Regions from separate parts of the Mus musculus genome. Here region 2 is linked to region 1. Evidence: chromatin contacts called from public Hi-C data. All regions are on one chromosome and are shown on one strand. Each heading gives the region's core, a stretch centred on a gene start, on an enhancer-like site or on the middle of the called end of the contact. The rest is flanking DNA. Distances are from core to core; before and after follow the strand shown.

Region 1 (5,870 bases), core at 2,264-4,763:
TGTTAGCCATGAGCTTTAAGAGAGCCCAAGCCCTGCAGTGACAGGCGAGGTATCTCAGAGTGTTTATCAGTTCAATTAGTAGGTTAAGAAATGCAGATCCGGAGCCGGGCGTGGTGGCGCACATCTTTAATCCCAGCACTCGGGAGGCAGAGGCAGGTGGATTTCTGAGTTCGAGGCCAGCCTGGTCTACAAAGTAAGTTCCAGGACAGCCAGGGCTATACAGAGAAACCCTGTCTCCAAAAAAAAAAAAAAAAAAAAAAAAAAGAAAAAAAAGAAATGCAGATCCGTGGTGCTGTGTGCCAGCACATACATACAAGGGCAACATGGTCTATATGTATATAAAATAAGCATGCTCATGGGCTGGCCATGGGGGTGTACTTAGTGTGGCCTCTGGGATGGGGTCTCCAGAACAAGAATATGAGACAAGGGAACACATGCTTTTCATGGTGTAACTCACAGAGCTATTGGCAGCCTTTATGGAGCGATTATATTCCTTAAAAGCTTACTTCTTGTGAATAGCATCAAACTTAGACAACAACTAGGTTCAATCTGATGGAAACAAAGTAAAGTAGGAATGTTCTACCCAGCTTTAGTGAGCATGACCCCCTTCACTGTTTGGGATGGAGGCAGGTATAAAGTCAGCTACAATAACGTCACCAATATTTCTGAAAGCAGACCTGTTACTCAGCCAGGTTTTCAGATGGCCCCTGATGAAATGTAATGTGCTTTTGCATCATCACCTGATAGCTTTGGAATTGTCTAGAAATTACACTTCTGGTTGTGTCTTTGAGGTTATTCCTCAAGAGTTTTTATAGAGGAGGGAAGAGCTATTCCAAATGTGGGTCATACAATTCTATACACCAGGACTCTAGACTAATTAAAAAGGGGTTTAAAAGGAGGAAGCAAGCTGAATGCTAGCATTCCCCTTTCTCTGCACCCCCAATTTACCCAGGTGTGACCCAAGTTTTCACCTCCACAGCCTTGACCCCTTCCCCGGAGTAAAACCTTCTCATGTGGGCATGGGTACATTGACACATGCCTATGCTATACCCTTGGGAGGTAGATGCAGAAGAATTACGAATTCAAGAAAAGTCTCAGTTACAAAAAGGGTTCAAGGCCATCTGTGGCTATATGAGACCGCTTGGGAAACAAAACAAAGCACACTTCTCTCCCCCTGGAAATAAACCCAGACTAAGTCCATTGCCCAGAGTTCCCCCTCTTGGGAGGCTGCCTGCAGCTACCAGGAGACATGAAGGCAGGAGACTGCTTTTGGCATGTTTTGCTCCTGAAAACCCACCTCCACACAGCCTTCCCTGCTGCTGGGGCTTCACATGGAACAGACAGTCCTATTCCCATGGCCCCTTCGTATGCTTTGCTAAATGCAACAGAGGTGATCTGTACAAGCAAGTGTACCATGTTGTACTTGTGCAAACATGAGATAGTGAGGCCATTGTCATGGGATGCCACAACTGCTTTACCGTCAGATTTTCTTTGTACAATTAGAAGGATCTCACTCTGAAATAACAGAAGTCTCCTACAGCCAGGCTCTGTAGTAGCTTCTTGCTCAAATTCACATTATCAGCATCATTTCTGTATATAATCATGCTGAGCTCAGACATGAGCCGAATTGCTGGGGTAGGGTGTTGTTTACAGCTTTGCTCACAATATACATGTAATATTTGGTGTGCCAATGTAATATGCATAATATCCCAGGGACAAGAGTCCTCTGCCATAGTATGGTCTGTAGGATCTCTGTTAGCTGTCAGCTAGGATCCAGCAAGGGGCATGTGTTGTATAGATCTGGACTAGTTTACTCGTGAATGGAGAGCTGAGGTCAGGTTAGGACTGGGTATCACATGTAATGACTGCAGGAGCTTCTGCACATTGCTCAGTTGCCTGTGCTAGTCAGGTAACTGAAATGGGAGCTTCTGGACTGCTGTTTTCCGAAGAGGGTATACCTGGACTCACCTCCATTCCCAGGGCAAGTTGGGCATGACTGTGGGCATGGGGAGCTGGTTGAGCCTCCTGCATACATTCCCAGATCTGGGCTTCCCAGAACAGCACTTTGCTCCAGCCTCAGGCCTGGCCCAGCCCCACAGAGAATGCATCCCCCAAAATATGGCCACTATTCCTTTCCCAGGAAAGCCTCTGGCCACTCTTGCGGCAGATTTTCAGAGGTGGGGAAGTTGGGCAGAGAGCTTCAGAATGTGGAGGACTGGGTTCCAGAGGCCTGCCGCCCTTCCTCACATTGTACCCGGGCTGTTGCCACAGGAAGGATCCTAAGCTACATGTTGTTTTTCACAGTCACCATCCCTGGGGCCCATGTGTCCGTCCCTTAATGGAGCTGCAGGGCTTTACTTGGGCTGAATCCAACAAACCATACACATCCTGTGCAATGCTTCTGGGACCCCAGATCACTTCTTCAGCTCAAGACCCATGGTTCCTAAATGTCCACACTGTCAGCTTAAGGTCTGCACACTGGTGTCTCCGCTCTGCATTTCTTCATTTACCCATGATACTCTCAGGTCTTATATTTCTGCTCCAGCACTGTGTATTGAGCACCCAACTTTTCTCACCTCATTATCTATTAAATAGAAGCATGTGCTTCAGGAAGCCTCCAGCCAGCACAGTCTCCACCCAGCTCAGGTTGCTGCTCTCAACCCAAGAATACCTGCAGCTCAGGGATCACATCCCCAGACATCACACCTATGCATCTCAGGCTCTTTCTAGACCAAGAGCACACCACACCAGGGATCTCAAGAGTGCTTTTGCAGACTTTGGTAAAATTGCATGTAGTCAATGATGGGGAAAAATGACACCAGATGACATTTCTCCCTCAAGATTGTGCTTTCATAATGTCTGATCTGGATTCCACTCATGAGAATGTCTCCAGTTTTACCTGTTTTCTCTCCGATGAGGATTATAGAACCCCTTTCTAGTGAGTTCCCGGGTCTGACCTACACTGCTTCACCACAACAGATATTAAGTGCTGCCCAGCGGCTCTGTCTATCAGCAGCTGGTTCAAGGACCCCTGAAGTAGAGCTCCAGCCTTCTTAACTCTTTGTAGTTCTTAGGAGAAAGCCAGATGCATTCTGGGCTACACGGCCTCAGTCTAGGTCTCAGGTATTCACTGCCCAGAATTCCAAAACTCTTCCTTTGTACAGTTGTAAGGGGAAACAAAAGGCAAATAAAAACTGCCGTCTCACATTGAACTGAGCAGAAGTCCTAGAAATAACAATTTTATGTTGCTTCTCTGTCTTCAGTGAATAAATCCACCTGACGGGAAGGGTAAATAACAGCGTTACTTAAGGAGGTGAAGCCTGGGTGGGAGTTTGGGAAACTGTATCAGGAAATAGACCCAAAGAATGCTGCATCCTGCTCAAATAGCTCATTCAGTTCCTGTCATTCCAAACCTATGAGTGCAACTCCTTATGGGTCAAACTTGGAATTGAGCCCTGATCTTAGCTCAGACCTCTGGGTAGTGACTGATTCCTTGCAGACATGCTGCCATCTGCTGGTTACTCGCTCAGTCTCCTCTTTGCCTAGCAGTGGGCCAGACTGACCTTGAGATACTGAGGGATCCATACCCATCAGCTTCAGGGAAGGAACACATAGGCAGCCTCCATGCCACAGAAGGTAAGTTCCAAGCAAAGGAGCTCACACAGTCTGCTGTGGAAGCTCTTTCTAGTAAAGACAGGTGGCTTCTGGGCTTTGATTTGTAGTTTCAGTATTGAGAAATTCTGGGGAACCCATACTCAATGCCCATTTCCCCATTCCTCCTTGCCCGCGGTCCCACACATCTGGCACCAGACATCATTTAAGGACACAGCAAGGATTTCAGTGGCTGCACAAGGGGGAAAGAAGGTCCCCAGTCTTTATCAGGCCATTAGTTTCCTGGAGAACCTTCAGCTGCACATGGAGAGCTAAACTTCCAAGGGTGTGTATGATGAAAGTGGGCAGGACATGATCATGAGGAGCAAACACGAGATCTGGAAGAAAGCCCAGGGAAACATGCAAGACGAGGGTTTGCTCAGCAAAACCAGGTTTTCCTAGATTCAGACTTCTAGAGGCTTCCAGAGATGGGGCCAGCATCCATTGTCTGTGTGAGACATCTCTCTTCCACGAGCCTTTACCATTTTGCATGTTATATAACATTGCTGTGTGATCATCCACCCAGATGCAGGTTCTTGCTCCCTAAGTGGCTTAGCCTTTTCAGTCTATGGAAACCCTGCCAGCCTCCTCAGTCTCATAAACAAATACTCCTTCCAAAACTTGGGGACACTAAAGAGACTGGTGTTCATCTAAGAGGTCACTGGTGGAGTTACTGAGCAACAGTGATCATAGAAACACCATCAGAGTGTCTAGAACCTTGCTAGGAGTTGGGCATAGTCACACATGAAGCAGGCCTCAAGATCAGCCTGGGCTACAGAGATGCCCAGTCTTAAGAAAAAAGTCTGGTATGGTTGTCGAATTTCACATCCCCATCTATTCACCTGACAGTAGCAGACCATGGAGCGGTTCTGAGTGAAACAGCACTCTCCGGACAAAAGGAGGCCCTATAGAGAGCAGCAGTAGTGGCTGACAGCCCGTCCAAGATGCTGTGCTCCAGCACGTGCTGAGCACCAGCTTGAGTCCTCTGTCCTCTGTAGCTGTCCACATGCTCCCTGAGTGAGAGATGATTTTGGCAGGGTTCCTAGAAGATCTGGACTCCAGACGTGGCTGACCACTGTCTCCCTCACTTGGGATCTAACACCTTTGTTCAAACAGAGATAGAAACTCTGGCAGCTATTGGTCTTATAGTATTTAATTGCTGAGTAAGGGCAGGTATAGAGGAGGTGGAACTGGGTAGTCTTGAGTTTGGGTATGGCCAGTATTAGAGTGATAGGCAGAGGCTGATGGCTGGAGACATGAGTTATCCGCTGAGGGCACTGGAGTTGAGGACAGTGCTCTGATGCTTGTAAAGCTGCCACTATCAAGGAGAGCACCTGGAAGGGCTATGGAAGAGGCCTAGAGAGCAGTGGTTGCAGGTACAGGGGAGCAGGCTTGGGGGACAACAGGGCTGGGGTCGTTCAGTGGGTACAGGAGAGAATTCCCGAGGCTTCAGAAACAGACACTCCACTGTTTCTAATTTCCCAGGCCTTCCTCTCCTCCCCTCCCCTCCCCTCCCCTCCGCCCTCCCCTCTTCCTGGATTTCAGCTTGGAAAGGTTGCAATTTCTAATGGTTTATTGTTTAATCTAACACTATGTGTCATTGTGAGGATATCTAGAGTGACCAATATCTACCTCTGTTGATTTCAGCAGAGGTGAGGGACAAGTTTGCTGGCAGACTTTGAGAAAAGACAGGTTCCCAGGGAGAGAACTTAGCCTGAGGCTGCAGGGTCAGTAGCCTGGATGACTGTACCAAGCTTCCCATCACAGGTGCAGGAACCCTTTCTTGCCTGGGTCCCATCCGTATCTCCTAGGGGAGGATTTCTCGGAGAAAGCATGAGGGAGCTTTAGTCACTTCCTGGTTTCTCAACAAGGTCTTCCCTTGACATGCTCAGGATCTCCACCCTGTGAACTTTTTTTGCTTGCTTTCTTTGGTAATATTCTTTCTTTCATTTTCTCAGATTTCTGGTTTTTTTATAGTCCCTTCCCCAGGAACTCTTTAGTGGTTTTTACTAACGCTCTGGAACCATTCATTCTTCTGAAATATAGTTATGCCATTTTGTTATCTCTTTACAATTTATGCCTTCAATTTGGCATCTTAACTTTACACGTAATCCTTCCTTTGTACTTAGGTCTTAAAGATAAATCTACTCTCTGTCCCCTTGGGTTATAAATATAATAGACTTTAATACCCTTTCCATCTTTCCTGCCTGATGACAAAT
Region 2 (5,870 bases), core at 2,262-4,761, 300 kb before region 1:
GCCTGCAGCTCTGTACAGTGAGCGGCACAAGCTCTGCAGTTCTCATAGCGCTCAGCTTGGGCCTCAGTTCCTCTGTGATGTGGTGTCGGTGGAAAAGCTCCCATGCACAGCCCTAACAAGTGACCCATACGTAGTAAGGGTGAGCTGTCTGTAGACATGGGCCAGCTCCAAACCCAATCTCTGCATTTGGTAAGGACAGGGTCTGTCCTATCCTGCTGAAGGTGACAGGGTCTCTGTACATCGTTCACTGTAGCTAATAAGTAAGGTGTATGCTTGAGAAGTGGAAGGGGAAAAGGATTTGTTCGCTTCTCAGGGACAGGTGGAAGAAGTTGGGATGGTCCCTGAAGATAGATAGCTCAGACAGAAGCATGCAGAGCCCGCTGGCTCCACACCCCACCATGCACCCAGCTGCAGTGTGCCTTCCTGTGCTCCTGTGTAGACTTGCAGTAGACAGAACCACTGTGGCCACTGTAGACATGTGCTTGCTCTCTCTTCTAGAAAGAACTGTATATAGGAGAATCCAAGGGATTGTCACAGAAAACCTACCCTGGAAGTTCAATTGCAGTAAATGGTTTTTAAATGTTTTTATTAAATCATTGCATCATGTCGTGACCAAAAACAAAAAATAAAATTTTTGCAAATACCCTTATGGAGCTATTACCTCTAAAGAGTAGCATGGGGCCCCCATTTCTGTTTCCACTAAGTAGGATAAAACCCTTGATATTACACATAATGTACAGGGTAGCTCTGAGAGCAGGAAACCAGGAAACCATTGGTCATTTCTGTGTAACTACCACAGAACACCTAACAGAGCCATGGAAGGGAAATGTTCTTTACCTCTTTGTTTCAGGAACTTCAGTTTATGATCACTTCTTCCTGGCCAGTTATAAGGCAGGATATCATGGTCGGGGGAGCGGCGGGTGGGGGGGGGGGATCTGTAGACAAAGCTGCTCAGTTTGTGGCATCCACAAAGCAGAGAGAGGAACAGGAAATGACAAGGACAAAATATCCTCTAAAGAGTCACCTCTAGTGACCAGCTAGGTCCTACCTCCTGAAGTTTCTGTACCCTCCCAAAATAGGGCCACCACCTAGGGACCACTACTCAGTGCATCCATCTATCCCAGGAACAGTTACACCCAAACCATGGTAGAAATGAACTAGTCAGAGGCCTTGGGACAGAAAGAACCAAGTGGGTGATTCCTGGGTTCCCTTCTGCCTCACGTTCTCAGACGTGGAACTGAAGAAGCCATGACCAGGAAACCCAGGAACTGCCAACAGGCAGACTCAAAAAAGCCCAATGCTAAAGGTACAGCCTGGTAAACAGAAATCCTCTGCATAGCAACTATTCAATGTAAGATAGCTACAGCAGTCTTTACTGCTCTAAAAGTTTGGTGACCAGAAACCTTCAGCTCAGTATCTGAGGGTACAGAAGAACGTGCCATGCAGGGTCTAAGAGTCGGTGGGTTGGGCAGTACTGGAGAATAGTGCCAGGAAGGGCCCAGTTTTAGCAGGCCAAGAAATTGTTTCTTCATCATCATCATCATCATTACTTTTTTTTAAATAAATTGCAAGGTGAGAGATAAGCCAGGTTGTTTTGCAAGCCCTGGATCCAGGCACGTGATGGGTCTTGCTTGCTTACTAAAATTCCATAGTTCACAGGGTTTTGAGGCCCTGGGCCTGCTTTATGGTTCTGACTTTGAGGTAGGGAATTTTCTTGAGCCAGGATTTATACCTTTGCCAGCTATGGGAAAGCCCAAACATCCTTCCCAGTGGGCTCACGGCAGACAAGTGGCTGGCCAGGATTTTTGTCTTCGTCAAGGGTGAACAAGGAATCCAGACCATCCGTAGAAGCCAAGAGGGGGGTTGGGTGTCTAGCACACCTGACACCCTCTCCCCTGCTGAGACAATATCTATCGAGGAACTGGTTCAAGCAGAACATTTGCCTAAGATCCGACATCTCATAATACAAAACTCCCCAGACTGCAAAAGAAAACCACCTGTCGTGCCAAGACCTAGGAACATCGCAGAGACTTGCTAGACAGTCCTCAGGTGCCAACATTGAAATTCAGAAATGTTAAACTTATTTTGGGAAAGGTTTGAGGGCAGCTGTGGCTTTAAAAAATGTATGCTTCAAAAAGCAAGTATGAATATATTCTAACAAATAAAAATATCATAAGCACAAAGAGATCTAACACGCCAGGGGAGAGAAAGAAGAAAATAGAAAATGTCAATGTGGGAATTATTGTGACTGAATTAAAAGCTCAACCAATGAGGTAAGATAAGGGCAGAGGGAGGGGCTGGAGCCAAATCCAAGCTGACAAAACCACCTATACGAGTAACAGAGAGAGCACAGATTGGAGCAAAGGCAAACTCAGGGCACAGACTGAGGCATGATGCCTGTGACCAGAGACCTAAGAGAAGAGAGCAGGAAAGACAAATATACTCAAAGAAACTGTGGCCCAAACTTCCAAAGATAGAAGCCTGCGCATTTAAGGGGTGAACAGACTCTAAAGAGGAACGCCACACAAAGCCTACACCAATGAGGCCTGCCGTGATCAAACCCAGAAAACCAGATAAAAAAATGAAAGTATCTTGAAATTGGCCAGAAAGAATAGAAGATTGCAGAGTAAAATAATTGAGATTACATGAATTTTCTCATAAAAAAAGAATGATGGCAGACAGAAGGGTCCCAAAATTTTAGTGCCAGGACAAAAGCATTGTCTTACAGATCCCAGAGCTATTGAAAATATCTTTCAAAGATTAAAAATGCCTTTCCAGCCATTTCCTAATCAAGGAGGAATGAAGATGAATTGTCCCTGGCAGACATTCCTAAAAGGACTAGATAGAGAATGTCTCTAAACAGAAAAGACAAAACCAGAGTGTGGACCCAGAATGTTGGGGAAGAGCGAAGAGAAGGGCAGAGATCTTCACACGTTGTGGTTGAAGCAAAAGTCGTACCAACTGTCCAGTCTGAGTCCACATGTACATAGTGAAAATGCTTAAACCAAGTGAGTAGGGAGGGGAGACCATGTGGACACAGGACATGAGGCTCTGGGGTGAAAACCCTTCAGACAAATAAAAACAGATTGCTAACATTTCTTAACATGGCATGAAGCAGAAAGGAAGCAAACAGGAGATAGGAAATTACAGGCAGAAACTGAGGCATCACAAATCTCATCAATTAAAAGCTGTGTACAAATAAATAAATAACTTACACAGACAGCAAGTACCACCCAACCATAGGATGTCTAGAGAGGCTGCCTCAAATATCACCATGCAGCTTAGGTCAAAGGAAAACGAGGGTCATCAAATCAAGTAGACTTCAAAGCAAAGAATGCTACAGCAGGAGGAATTGTGGGAGGATGAGCAGCCAACTCCCTGACCAAGGAGACTTGGCAACATATGTATGCTCACCAGACACGGAACTGCAAAATATACAAAGTAAAAGCTGATGGAGCCAAAGGAAACAAAGCAACAGCAAAGGGCAAGAAGCCCTAGTGGAGCATCCTGTTGCACAGTAGCTGACTGGAGGTTATTTTGAAGGGTTGTGGGACTTACACCAACATCAACCATACCCAGACTATGAAGTAACCACAGAAAACTGATAAGAACTGAAGCCATTTACATTGTGCTCTCCAACCAAATGGGGAACAGTAATCAGTAACTGAAAGATAGCAGGAGCATGCTCAAATACTTGGAAACATTGTATCATTAACGTGTCAGAGAAGTATTCAGGCCAATCACAAAGCTGGCTCTCTATAAATCTCATTAACGTTGACAAGCCTGTACAAAGGCTCATAAGAAGGAACGAGAGGAAAGAACAGAACAGGGAAAGAAAAAGACCATGGCAGACTTCTTGTAGACATGGCCTGTGGAGCTCCAAATACATAGAGTAGGTGACAAAAATCAAGGACGCCATCAAGGTGAAGCAGATCATCTTCCCCAAGAAAGAGAGATCTGGACCAGGCGCTTCCATTGGAGAAGTCTACCAAATATTTAGGAAAGAACTGAAAACAGTTACTCAGAATCAAAAGGGAAGGAAGGGAAGGGGAGAGGAGGAGAGGGGAGGGGAGGGGAGGGAAGAGAAGGGAGAGGGGAAAGCAGAAGCATACATACATATATACATACATACATACATACATACATACATAAAAACAAACATATGCATTCATACAAGCATACATATACAAACACCACACACACACACACACACACACACACACACACACACACACACAACTAGGGAGAGGCAGAAAAACAGCACCAGAAAGGACACTACACACCACATCCTCCTCAAATACAAACAAGCTTGACAAGGGATGTGATCAGACCTGCTCCTTGCTTTTCTGTGTGTGAGCCCAGGACTTTTCCAAGTTGCTTGTGTTGATGTCTCTATCATAACCATCACTAACATCCTCATGTTTATTGTTGTCTTAGACGGAGTCTGGCTGTATGGGCTAAGCTAGCCCAAGCTAACAGTCTTCCTGCCTCAGCCTCCTAAAAAACAGCATTGCAGGCAAGCCACACTAAACCCGACAGACTGTTCATTCTTCTCACATAGTCTCGTCCTTGGACGCGAGCCATTGCACGGGGCTAACTCTGCACCGTGTCTACACAACAAGGCTCTTTCTCCAGAACAAAGTTGAGAAGGCATTTTTGATCACTAGTCTTTTCATTTGGTTTTTGTCTTGGGGGAAAAAAAAAAAAGTTCCAGGTGATTCTGTGCTTGAGGTTTTTGAGGTTTTTCTTAAACACTGGTTCTTCTTTGCTGCTGCCTTTTCTTTTGTTCCAACGCTGACCTTCACAGCCATATACTTTGAGCTATTATTAAGGCCACTCTGACCTTTTCATATAATATGTTCTAAAATGCTCTGCAAACTTGTTCTAAAGTCTGGGCATTTGTAGTGGGCGGCACTTAGTACATCTCTCCTGAGCACAGTAATTTATTCACAGAGCTTTCTTAGGTGTCCTCTGCCACAGACAACCATGAAGCATTGTTTTGTGGGCCGTTGTATGCCAGGCTGCAGCTTCCCTTGAGATAAGGCAGTTCTCTGCCCAGCCTGCCAGTGTTCTGTGTGTAACTTTTATCCATACTTTAACCAGCAGATCTAAAGCTATTCAGCAAGTCATTCTTATAGCCTATATATCTTGAACAACTCCAAACATGTGTCATAAAAATTCTCCCTTTAGGTAACATTCAAATGTTTAAGCTGCTTGTGTATTTTTTAAATGTAAATAGCCCACAAGGGTGCCTTTAACATGGTCATGTTTATGACCACTACTCTGATATCCTACTCCCACTGGTTGGCCCATGAAGCCTACTCTTTTCAAAGGACTGGGAAACAGATGTCAACTTGAGGTTTTTTCCAACATATTGAAGAAAAGGATTTACTATACAACACAATGGAGGTACTGAGATGTAACGCACATATGCACACACACCATGCCAGACTCTGAAGATCTGAATGAGGAGAGGCTGTGTGTCTGGCAACCACTGGCTGGCTCTGCTGTGAGATTCCACAGGGATGAGTCTCTGCACAAACCTTCCGTGTCTCTCCCCTGTCCTTCCTGAGACCCCGAGGGGCTGGGGAAACATATGAGCTTGTAACATTCTACAACAGTGTTTGCCTACCCTCCAAAGAGCAGGCTGTATCCCCAGGGGTTCACAGCTCTACTCTTCTCATGACATCAGAGCTTGGGATACAAGAAGGCAGTGGTCCCCTAGAAATGTTTTCTCCCAGTTTATAATCGCTACATTTACATTCTAGACATGTAGTGAGTCCTAAAAACTATGAGAACGTAAATTGCCATGGACTTGCAAAAGGAAGCCCAGCACTTCTTCTGCTCTGAGTCAAGTTAGGGAAGGTGAG

The links. Hi-C and Micro-C count contacts between places; a contact is called where the count stands out from the background.
Region 2: a contact with region 1 is called in a Hi-C map of cerebellum, with 2.9 times the contacts expected there. The contact joins two enhancer-like sites. A contact is called at or near these places in 9 of 484 Hi-C or Micro-C datasets (cerebellum, cerebral cortex, cortical neurons and 5 more).

What each region holds. Positions count from the first base shown.
Region 1 is chr12:29,904,879-29,910,748 of GRCm38.p6, reverse strand. The region is part of intron 21 of Myt1l (myelin transcription factor 1-like); the gene reads right to left. Among named protein-coding and RNA genes, the nearest start is that of Gm46346, 7.5 kb to the left of the region's middle. Within about 2 kb of position 3,513, at least 46 of the 459 cell types and tissues checked have an H3K27ac peak or open chromatin away from gene starts, as enhancers often do.
Region 2 is chr12:30,202,397-30,208,266 of GRCm38.p6, reverse strand. All of the region lies in intron 14 of Sntg2 (syntrophin, gamma 2), which reads left to right. Among named protein-coding and RNA genes, the nearest start is that of Gm32084, 60 kb to the right of the region's middle. Within about 2 kb of position 3,511, at least 4 of the 459 cell types and tissues checked have an H3K27ac peak or open chromatin away from gene starts, as enhancers often do.